Regions from separate parts of the Mus musculus genome. Here all the other regions are linked to region 2. Evidence: chromatin contacts called from public HiCAR-type and promoter capture Hi-C data. All regions are on one chromosome and are shown on one strand. The core of a region is the stretch at or near the end of the contact, and the rest is flanking DNA. Distances in the headings are between cores, read along the strand shown. Region 1 overlaps Rbm20 (RNA binding motif protein 20). Region 2 holds the start of Vti1a (vesicle transport through interaction with t-SNAREs 1A). Region 3 holds the start of Casp7 (caspase 7).

The links. HiCAR-type assays count read pairs that join an accessible place to other places. Capture Hi-C pulls out chosen DNA fragments and counts their contacts.
Region 1: a HiCAR-type map of astrocytes shows a contact between it and region 2, with 2.9 times the contacts expected there. The contact joins the enhancer-like site here to the promoter of Vti1a in region 2. A contact is called at or near these places in 1 of 39 promoter capture datasets (embryonic stem cells), 1 of 484 Hi-C or Micro-C datasets (B cells), 1 of 115 datasets of contacts at active chromatin or transcription factors (astrocytes) and 1 of 9 other capture datasets (embryonic stem cells).
Region 3: a promoter capture Hi-C map of adipose tissue shows a contact between it and region 2. The contact joins the promoter of Casp7 here to the promoter of Vti1a in region 2. A contact is called at or near these places in 4 of 39 promoter capture datasets (the 3T3-L1 cell line, the C10 cell line, embryonic stem cells and 1 more), 1 of 484 Hi-C or Micro-C datasets (regulatory T cells) and 2 of 9 other capture datasets (adipose tissue and liver).

What each region holds. Positions count from the first base shown.
Region 1 is chr19:53,848,380-53,851,977 of GRCm38.p6, forward strand. It overlaps Rbm20 (RNA binding motif protein 20), which reads left to right. Exons shown (of 14, transcript NM_001170847.1): 10 at 1,723-1,809; 11 at 2,798-3,437. Among named protein-coding and RNA genes, the nearest start is that of Gm41863, 10 kb to the right of the region's middle. Within about 2 kb of position 2,317, at least 91 of the 459 cell types and tissues checked have an H3K27ac peak or open chromatin away from gene starts, as enhancers often do. A contact at or near this core is called in astrocytes, where this site is marked.
Region 2 is chr19:55,313,695-55,317,455 of GRCm38.p6, forward strand. Vti1a (vesicle transport through interaction with t-SNAREs 1A) reads left to right here and starts at 2,363. Exons shown (of 8, transcript NM_016862.4): 1 at 2,363-2,850. The coding sequence starts at 2,757. Zdhhc6 (zinc finger, DHHC domain containing 6) reads right to left here and starts at 2,342. Exons shown (of 11, transcript NM_025883.4): 1 at 2,102-2,342; 2 at 607-1,078. The coding sequence starts at 873.
Region 3 is chr19:56,395,695-56,399,124 of GRCm38.p6, forward strand. It overlaps Casp7 (caspase 7), which reads left to right and starts at 1,435. Exons shown (of 7, transcript NM_007611.2): 1 at 1,435-1,623.

The sequences.
Region 1 (3,598 bases), core at 1,067-3,566, 1.5 Mb before region 2:
GGGAGGGCTTCTGGCTACACCACTATTTTTCTGGTGAGGGAGGGCTTCTGGCTACACCACTAAGACTGCCCTTTGCTCTCGAAGCTTGAGCTGGAAGAGAGTGCTTTGCTCCTCCACTGCTCAGGAGTATGTCTGTGGGAGCTACTTGTGAAGGGCAGTTTATTTCAATAAGGAAGGGCCAAGGCCGATTTACTTATAGAGATTTAGTCAACAGCAATGCAAGTGGCAGTCCTTTGGTTGGCGCTGGCTGCTGGCAGCTTCGAGGACAGCGGCAGCTGCTTTGCTCTCGGGCTTTCATACAGAGGACTAGAGGAAATCTCAGAAAGGATTCTGCTGCTTCAACTGTCCCCATCCAGTAATAACCAGTTACACCAGTCAGCCCCAGTTCCTACTCAGCTCCTTATCAGCTCAAGGGGGGTGTGTCTGGCTGCACGTAATTAAGATCAGAGCTTTTACCTTGAACCAACCTGGGCCCCAAGAGTGTTGATAAAAATACAGTTTAAAGAAGCCAGGGAGTAGCCACGACTATGGCCAAGGGTTAAGCCATGGGAGAGTAAGCTCTAGAAGCTTCTAAAGTGAGAATCAGCACGCCTTTGCTGTTTGTTTGTTTGTTTGTTATGTGTGGGTGTTTTGCCTACACATATGTCTGTGCATCACTTCCATGCTTACTGTCTGCAGAGGACAGAAGAAAGTGTCACATTCCCAGGACTTGGAGATATAGATGGTTGTGAGACACTGTGTGGGTGCTGGGAATTAAACCTGGGCCCTCTGGAAGTACAGCCAGTGCTCTTAACTGTTGAGTCATCTCTCCAGCTCCAAAGCCTTCTACAAAAGATCTTATTTTAGTCAAAGAAGGCCACGAGGCAAAGTTGTGGACTTTATGTAGGTACTAACATAATTATCTAAAATGTACCTTTGCAGGGCTGAAAGGGGTCAGTGGTGAAGGGTGTGCGCTGCTCTTTCGGAGAACCCTAGTTTGGTTCCCAGATCTCAAGTGCTTATAACTGCGGCTGCGTGAGATCTGAAGCCTTTGGCTTCTATGGGTACCTGTACTCACGCCCGTGTGTGTGTGTGTGTGTGTGTGTGTGTGTGTGTGTGTGTATGTGTGTGCATGTGTGTATGTGTACATGTGTGCCTGTGCACAGTGTCTCTCTGTGTGTACACATGTGTGTGTTAATGGAAATGATGTCTTTAGGAGGAGATGCCCCACAGTGGCCACTCCCCTCCCCGAGCTTTCCCCACTCAAGTCACTTTTGCTTTTTTTTAATGTTCATCCTTTGCTGCAGACACTCAGATCACCAGGGGTCTCTGTCCCCTGAAAAACTACAAGACCTACTTTCAAAAAAAAATTTTTTTTAAGATTTATTTATTTATTATATGTAAGTACACTGTAGCTGTCTTCAGACACTCCAGAAGAGGGCGTCAGATCTTGTTACAGATGGTTGTGAGCCGCCATGTGGTTGCTGGGATTTGAACTCCGGACCTTCGGAAGAGCAGTCGGGTGCTCTTACACACTGAGCCATCTCACCAGCCCCCAAAATGTTTTTTCTGTCAGTGTGAGTGAGCATGTTTCTTTCTGAGCCTCAGTTCCCGAAGCAGTGGCCTCCCCTCCGCTGTGAGGGAGTCGGGGGAGGAGCGTGCGGATCTCTCTACTTCTCTCTGTGTCCCCTCTTCTGCCTCTGCCTACTCTTAGTCTTGTTTGGTCTGTTCTTCCCCTGTAAGGCTGGAGCTGAGGAACAGGAAGGCATGGTGGGCATACAGCAGGAAGGGACAGAGTCCTGTGATCCAGAAAACACAAGGACAAAGAAGGTGAGTTTGCACCCCCATCTTGGTGGTGGTGTCATATATTAGCATCAGAGACTCTGTCACCGGGTCGGTTTTGCCTGACAGCGGCCGTATGGGATGTGTTCGTGTCTTCACAAGCACTTGTACCAATGGCCCCAGTGCTCTCTGGAGAAACAGCTCTGTGGAAGTCTTTCGATGTCTCCTCTGGGGAGATCTTTAGCTGCACGCCCGGGCTCCGCCCCCCTCTCCTGCAACTTGGCTGTGCTGCTAAAAGAAAACATATGCCCAAGAAAGACTCAGACTTCAGAGCCAGGCTCCCAAAATAGGCAGGTCCCTTAGTGGGTCCACGACACAAGCAGTCAACTTGAAGCCCTGACCTCAGCAGGCCCAAGACCCTGAGATTAATGAGACATACTCTGTGTGTTTTAGAAAGATTATTTGTACTTAGTTAAAAATCAAAATCCAGTTACTGTCCTCCTGGGCTGGGCTTCCACGGGCAAACGAAATGTCCTTGGATGATCGCCAGCTTCATGCCTTTCCGGTCAGGGGACACTAATCTTCCGAATCTGTGTGCCAAGCCCTAGGGCTGCTGGGAACACCAAGGGAAAAATACCGGAGGCAGAGTGTGGGCGGAAGTTGCACCTTTGCTGAGAGAGGGAGTCTGGAGGAAGTTTGTGAGTGGATTCTCTCCAGCCACCTTTAGTGACGTCCATTTGTAATGTATCCATTCATTCAGAGATAGTCACAAATAGCTACTATATAGCAAAGTTAAGGATTCTTTGTGTCATTCAAAACGTGGCAAATCAAGCAGCAAGGGCTTGTTGTGAAGCCTGTGCCACTTGGGGGGCGACTGAATAAGTGAGGCTTGAGGGGCTCACATCCCCTAAGAACCCAAGGAGCAGGAGAAGCGCTCAAGGTCTTTCCGACATGAAGGCTCCTATAGCCAATGCGTATGGCTGACGTTTGAGTATTCTAAGCCACCATATGACACCTGTTCTACATCCTCATACAGGGACAAGACTGTGACAGTGGGAGTGAACCCGAGGGGGACAACTGGTACCCCACCAACATGGAGGAGTTGGTCACAGTGGACGAAGTAGGCGAGGAAGATTTCATCATGGAACCAGACTTACCAGAGCTGGAAGAAATTGTGCCTATTGACCAGAAAGACAAAACCCTCCCTAAAATATGTACCTGTGTAACGGCCACCTTAGGTTTGGACTTGGCCAAAGATTTCACCAAGCAGGGAGAGACCCTAGGGAACGGAGACGCAGAACTCAGCCTGAAGCTGCCCGGACAAGTGCCGTCTACTTCCGCAAGCTGTCCCAATGACACGGACCTGGAGATGCCTGGCCTAAATCTGGATGCTGAGCGGAAGCCAGCTGAAAGCGAGACAGGCCTCTCACTGGAGGTCTCAAATTGCTACGAGAAGGAGGCAAGAGGAGAGGAGGACTCAGATGTGAGTCTGGCCCCTGCAGTGCAGCAAATGTCCTCCCCCCAGCCAGCAGATGAGCGGGCCCGGCAGTCCAGCCCTTTTCTCGATGACTGCAAGGCCAGGGGGTCCCCAGAAGATGGGTCTCATGAAGCCAGCCCCCTGGAAGGAAAAGCCAGCCCACCTACTGAAAGCGACCTCCAAAGCCAGGCTTGCCGAGGTGTGTTGGCTGAGGGTGGCTACCTTCCTCTCCCTCATGGGTGGTAGGGTGGACTGGACCACCGCGTCCCTCAGGACATGTGGGTATGTGCAGGCTGGAACAGATAGATGGGAGTTACTTAAGGCCAAGACAGAAAGTTAAGTACTAATAGAAGCAAGCCT
Region 2 (3,761 bases), core at 1,113-3,612:
CTCCCTAACTGGTCATTTTCTCTCATTTAAATCTCTGTATTATCAAAATATTGTTCCTATATTGCCCTCTGCCAGGGCTTTGCCTAAAACATCTAGACATCCCTGTGGTGCAAGCAGCTCCCATGGATTCTGAGCTAGTTGCTCCCCCCCACCACCAGTTTTTTTTTTTTTTTTTTTTTGCAGTTATACAAGGCTCTTCAGTTTCTGGATATGTTTTCCAACATGTTCTCCGCCTGAGGCGCTGTCCTCCCTTTCTTCTTTTCTGGAAACTTGCTATATTGACCAGGTGGGCCTAGCTCACAAGATGACATGTCCCTGCCTCCTCAGTGTGGAGATTAAGGTATGGACTACCACATACATCCTTTAAACACCACCACCAACAAACCCCCAAAGAACAAGTCTTCAATTGCTTTGGAAATCGCTAACATAGATCATTATTTTCAAATAGACACAAGTTCTACACATAAGTACTCATCAGTCACTGGAGTAGCACCAGTGTCACCTAGGACAGAGGCTGATTAGGTAAAAACCAAAACGTTATCATAATGGCAAACTAAACATAAAAAAATTATGCAAAGGTCATTGTCAAATGGATCTTTTTCTTACCGGTTTCCACCCCCGAGGGACGAAGCCAGGACCAGCAAACATGGCATTGAAGTAATTATAAAGAATCATGACGGTCCAATTTATCAACATGATGAAGTTCACACTTCCTCCAGTTGTATGTAAGGGCCAATACCACAAGACAGAGTCGATCATGGCCATTGTGGAACATATTGCTATAACACCCAGGGCTATGATGGGACCCCAATGACACAGTCTCCTTAAGTCTTGAAGATTTTCAAACTTGATTACTGAGCAGAATATGCCCATCTTGGTGAAGAATGACTTCTTTCTTCTAAAGAACTAGAGATCTCCTTTTCCTGTGCACACATTTCTGTGTGCAACAAGTCCATGTGTGTGCCTGAGCTGTCATGCCTTTGGCTGAAGGGTCACTGAGGTGGGGTATGTCATTTTCAGTTGTGGCCTCCAGAACTCTGTATCTCACAGGAGAATATAGGTTGATTTGAAACACAGCCTAAAGAAAACAAGATGGGAAAACTCCGTTTAGAAAGTCCATATGCCATTTATTTAATATTTAACTCCAAGGAGCACTTGACTCAGCACCTCGAAAGCACACTAGTGTGGAGTTCACCTCTTATCGAGAACAAAAATAATTACTTTGGACCTATCCAGAATACAGTCCGAGCTTGAAGTGCACGAAAACCGGACATATTAAACAGTTTTCCTCTTCTGTTCAAAGTGCCAGAAAGGATCGACTACTCCTAGCTTAGTGGATCGTTAGAGAGAACAAAGACTTAGGGAGCTGAGAAGCAGGGTCTTATCTAATTATCACGTATCTAATTCTTCCTAGAACAGAAACTGGCTTAGAGAGACTGTGATTATATCGACCGACCAAGGTCACAAGTAACAGCTAAGTCCAGAATAGAAGCACCAAACTTCTTTTTTAGGACGTTCTAAACTGCCTCCCAACGAGTTGTGAATTAACTGTGACATGCTCTACGCATATAATACTTTGTGTATTAATAACTGGGCACTTGTTCTCCCAAGCGCCAACATTAGCAATCGATCGGGGTTAAAGGTACAGGAAGAAGGGTGAGATTAAAACGAGAAGGCCGCATGTGTGTGCGCGAAAAATCACAACTGAAGCAGTGCACGAGAACGAGCACAGAGTGGATTTAAGCGGGCGGGGGGGGGGGGATAATTCCCTCCGGGGCCGAGGGAGAAGGGAAGAAGGCACGCACGGGGAATAGTTGTAGACCTGAGTTCTGAATGGAGTGAAATGAGCCGGGAAAAGACCTATGACACATGGGTATGACGTATGCGTAACGGATTCCCACGGAGCAGATGCGCCAGCCCGGTCGGTGCCTGCCTCAGTTTCCCGCCCATGTAGTGGTGCGGGATGCTCTGGGATCTTCACTCACAGGACAAACGTCTTATTAAGCGAGGTCTGGGCTCGATATTTTGGAGATGCTGGGTCGACTAGGTCGAGGCGAAGACCGCCTCGTAAGCGGGTTGCACCCCCTGCGGTGACTCCCACCTCAGTCTGGTCTCCGGTGCCCGCTCCACAGCCATCGCATTTCCGGGACGGCCCGGGCTCAGCGGAACAGATTTTCTCCTCCTTATAGCTCTGTCATGAGCGCTTCAGTCTGAGCAAGCCGAATGCGAACCCTGACGGCGAGACCTGCGCGGGGAACTCGGACCCGCGCGTCTCTGGTTCACGCGGCCGCCGTGAGCCTCCCGCTCGGGTCCTCGGCGCAAGCTCCGCCACAGCCACTTCCGGTCGGTGCGCGGCGTCAATCTTCCCTCGGAAAGCCCGCGCCTGCAACTTAGAGTTTGGGGGCGCTCCAGCCGTTTCTCTGGAGCTGCAGTGTGGGGGACGTGTATTCTGTGATACCCGAGAGCATGTGGGCTTTCGTAGTCTTTTTTTTTTTTTAGGGGTCACCGAAAGTGAACTTTTTCTTTAGTTTTACGTTCGAAGATTTGGGTGGAAAGGAAAAGGCGCAGGCAGCGCAGTTTCCGGAGGACAAGGACTGCGTAGAGCAACCAGGAAGCGGCAGGGCTGGGAGTTGTTCCCGGTTCCCGCTGTGCTGTGGAGACTTCTTCACAGGGTCCCTGCGCCGAGGCCGGGCGCCCTTGGCGAGTCCCGCTCTGAGCGCTAGAACCCGGCTCCGGCCGGCCGTGCCCGAGCTGCCATGTCTTCCGACTTCGAAGGGTACGAGCAGGACTTCGCAGTGCTCACTGCTGAGATCACCAGCAAGATTGCAAGGGTCCCTCGGCTCCCTCCCGGTGAGTACCCTGCCCGGCCGGGCGGGGGCGGCCTGGAGAGCCGGGGGCCGCGGAACGCCGCCTGGGCACGCGGGGCTCGCTGGCGCGAGGCTGCTGTGGGTGGTGCTGGCGGCCCGGGGAGGGGTGCGTTCTGGGTAGTAGGTTGTGATTGGCATTAAATGTGCTTCAAATGCAAAGCACCTTCTGCGTGGAAACCATTTTGGGGGGGTGGCGCCTGTTTCCTACCCCACCGCTTTTTAAAAGCTTGTATAGCCTTGGAAACATTGCTCTGCATCTTGATTTCTTCTTTTTTCCTTTTCTTTTTTTTTTTCTATCTTTTTTTATCTTTTGTAAAATATGAGTATTCAAAGGAACTGTGTGAAAGTATCAAGATTGTGGATCTGTAAATGCAGCAGCAGCGTTGTCGTTTTAGTCAATAATTCTGTTATCCTTATTCGTGGCACACTAGAATGACGAGCTAGGATGCCTGAATTCAAGTCTAACCCTTGCCACTTAGAAGTTGTCTCCTAGGCAAGTTTTCGTTATCCTTCAAAACTTCCTTCTTGGTTCGAGAGACTCGTACCTCTCTCAGGGCGGTTGTGAAGATTAACTGATACGCAGCTGTGAAGCCCTGTGTCTTAGCTCTTGTTAGGATTCCTATTTTTCAGACCTCTGCCCTGATTCTGTGATTCTCATCTTTCTTGGGTATCTATAACCCAGTTTTATATGAAACTTCGTACAGGACAACTTTGCTCACTTTTACAATTCAGCATCCTCCAGGTATTACCCTGCATGCTAGGTTGTCAACAGTGGGAAGGTGGGAGCCTTGTCTGATTTTCTTGACATTTCTTTTCTAAGGGCTCAGATTTTTTTTTTTTTTTTTTGTGAATAAGCAAGGGATTGTTATATAATACTTTGTGACTTATAAGATA
Region 3 (3,430 bases), core at 185-2,684, 1.1 Mb after region 2:
CAAGAACAGACAAGAGGTTTCCTGTGGTGCCGCCCTGCCTCTCCATCTGCGTGAGGGATGGATTCCTGTGTGCGGATGCGCCACGCATGCCACAGCACAGGCAAACCTTCTTGTGGATAGAACATCACTGTCCAGGCAACAGGACCCTGGTGCTGTCAGGTGGGCAGCTTCTCACATTCCTCACCACCAAATAAGTAGAGATTGGTTGTTAAATGTTCCACGTTTTAGGACTACCCTGGAAAAAGTCATGGTTTACACAAAGATAAATTATAGTGGAGATAGGATTTCTTCATTTTTCAAAGGACTGTCAGTTTTAAAAAGCAAATCACCATAGCGTGAGCCATGGCTTACCCCAACATTTGCCTCCACAGTTCAGGGACACTAGCATTATTAAATAAGAAGGAGGGCAGGCATATTAAGAATTGAAAGTGCCCATACTGGCTGAGATTCTAGAGTTAGTGCTAAAACTCTGGGGTTCAAGAAAAACCATGCTAGCAAATAAAATAGCCTTGATGGCTCCGGAGACCTGTAGGTCTGAGAATCGAGTATCTCTGGCGTTTTCACAAAGTTCTCTCACATAGCTTGCTTCAGTGTGAGTGAATGAGCTGTTCTGAGAACTCTAGGTGGAGGGGAGGAATTGGAAGCGTCTACAGATGGAAGCCCAGATCTGTCTGTCTGTCTGTCTGTGTCGAAGATGACATGAACAGGAACCCATGTTAGCTCACTGTCTGCTTCCTCAAACCTAGTGCCTGACACGGGAGGTAGCACACATGGATGATGATTTTGGCGCAATATCCGTGCAAGCTGGGTTTGGGAGGTATAAACGTGTTTAAGACAAAGTTCGCCCCCCTCCCCAACAACGTCTGGGAAGACATCAGACTAAAGCGACTGGTGGTGCACAGTATCTGGTCGAGAAGCAGCTTGTGTTAGGAAAAAGGTAAAAAACAAAAACAGAACGAGACAGGTGCCCCATCGCGGAGAGCAAGTCAGAATTTTGGGTCCATCTGCTGGGTAGACAGTTTTGTAGAATGCGTTCTCAGTGGAACTTTTGACGTTTACAGTTTTAGAGTCTCTTAGTACTCCTCTCTGGTGAGCGCGGGGAAATTTGCATATGTGGCATAGAGGAGGGGACAGGGATAGCCCCAATTTGCAGGGCCGCTCTCCTCCCGTGCCGGTGACGCTTGCCAACTTCGCAGAGGTCTGGACCAAGCGCGCAGTCATATTTTCAGAGAACTTAACAGATTTGCAGCAGGTAGCCCGGGGTCACGGTCACTTTTCTGGCTGGCAGTTTTGCAGAGCCCGCCAGTTCTGTAGGGAGCGCTCTATCTGCCCAGTTCCTGCAGCCGCAGGGGTCGCCCAAACGTCGCAGAGGGGGGGACGCAGCACGTGGGCGGCGAGGGCTTCCCGCGCGAGCTTCCCGCGCGAGCTTCTCCCGCGGCGGGCTCCGTAGCGCGCGTTCCCGCTCGCCCCCAGCTTTCCCGGGCTGCAGGCACAGCCCCGTCCGGCCCGCCCGCTCCTCCCCCTCCGCCTCTGGGACTTTTGCTTTCAGTTTTCCCAAAGCTGCCCTCGACCCTTGCGGAGGACGGACGCTGCCGTGGGCTCCTGGCCGCCGCCGTGGGAACGGTAACTTGGGCCGCCATCGCGGCTTTCCCTCCCCTCTTCCGCGAGCTCCTTCCTCCCGCGCGTCCCCGCCCAGAGTCCCCCTCCCTCCCGCAGGCTCGCAGAACTTGCTTGCAGGGCGCTGTGGCGCGGAAGGCTCTCCAACATGCCTGGCCATCGCCCGCTTTGCTCGGCACGGCGGTCCCTTGGTCTTCTGGACCAGGGTCTCACGACATCCGGTGCCATTCCGGATGTAACAGGGAAGAAAGAGCGGGTGTAGGGCAGTAGATGTGGTTGTTTGAACCCGCAAGGACTACCTTGTCAGACCGGGAACTTAGGCGCTGCCGGGTCCATTTAATGGGAATCTTGGGCGGTTCTGGTGGCTTGTGCTCAGGGAAAGAGGGAGTTAGGTGCATAGGTCTTTAACCTAGGCGAAGTGTGCTTGAAACACTCTTTCTTGTCTGGGGACCCTTGCATCGGGACTCTTAGACTCTTACAGTGACTTAAGACTGGTGAAAAACTGGCAAGCGACACTTGTCAGTATGAGCTCCAGGCGACACCTCACCTTTACTCCTTGGCCTTTCGGGTTTATGGGGAAGTAAGTTTATTAGTAGGCACAGGCGGTGTTTGTAAGCAGTTCACAGGCCTTTCTCTTGAGCTGAGATAACTGATAAGGCCCTGGTTTTCTGTTGACAAGCTGTTTCTTCCTTCAGATTTTGGCCAGCGTAACCTTACACCCCTGTCCATATTGTTAAAGCCTAGCATTACAATCTGCCACTCTGCAACCTCCTATAGGACATGGGCAAAGTCTCTAGTTCCCTCATGGTGTGAACCTCAGGTGACACTGATGGGTTGGGTGGCAGCCTCGGGACTTTTTCACTTAAGGAAGTATGCATTTGGGCAGGAGGTGAGCCTGTTCAATGTTGCTGTGTTTGGGAAGCAGGCAGCCTGTTTCCTCAGGAAGACCCACCTCAATCAACTTGCTTAGCCTGCTTTCTCTTGCTGGGATAAACACCATGACCATAGAGAGGAAAGGCTTTATTTCATTTGACGACTTCAGGTCACAGTCTGTCATTGAGGGAAGTCGAGGCAGGAGCCTGGAGGCAGGAAATCTGATTACTCACTCAGCTACCATTAGTACACAGCCTGTGGATGGTACCACTACAGTGGGCTGGGCCCTCCCCTCCCACACCAGCCATTGGTCAAGGCACTTCCCTATAGACATAGCCACAGGCCATTGTGATCTGGGCAATTCCTCAAGTGAGATTTCCTGTTCCCTGGTGATATTAGGCTGTGTCAACTTGACCAAAAAAAAAAAAAAAAAAAAAAAAAAAAAACCCAAAAAACAAAAACAACAACAAAACAAAACTAGGCACCACACCCCATAGCATGGGTCTGGGGAAGCTCTCAGGGCAGGTGGCATCCCAGTGGCCAAAGTGATTGCAAGTAGGAGCAGCCACATTGTAAGACAGGAATTTGGGGTAGCCAGGGAGTGGCTGGACGTATTATTTTCTAAGCAACCTCTTGGGAACTAACACACGCAGAGCCCCAGCAGCTTCCTACTGGATTCCCATCCCCTCGTGTAGGGGGCTAGCCTTCCAACACAAGAAGCCTGGGGGGGGGACCAATTACAGCCAAACCATAACAGCAGGCATCACACATCTTACATCATTTAAAGAGGACATTCCATGTCTCTTTACTGTGGGCAAGCACTGTCTCCGTAATGACTGCTCTTTGCAGCCCCTGAAAAGGACTGGTACAGAAAAGTCATGCAAGGAAGGCCCCTCGGGCAGCACCGTTGATGAGCCCAGATGAGATGGCTTTCTCGGAG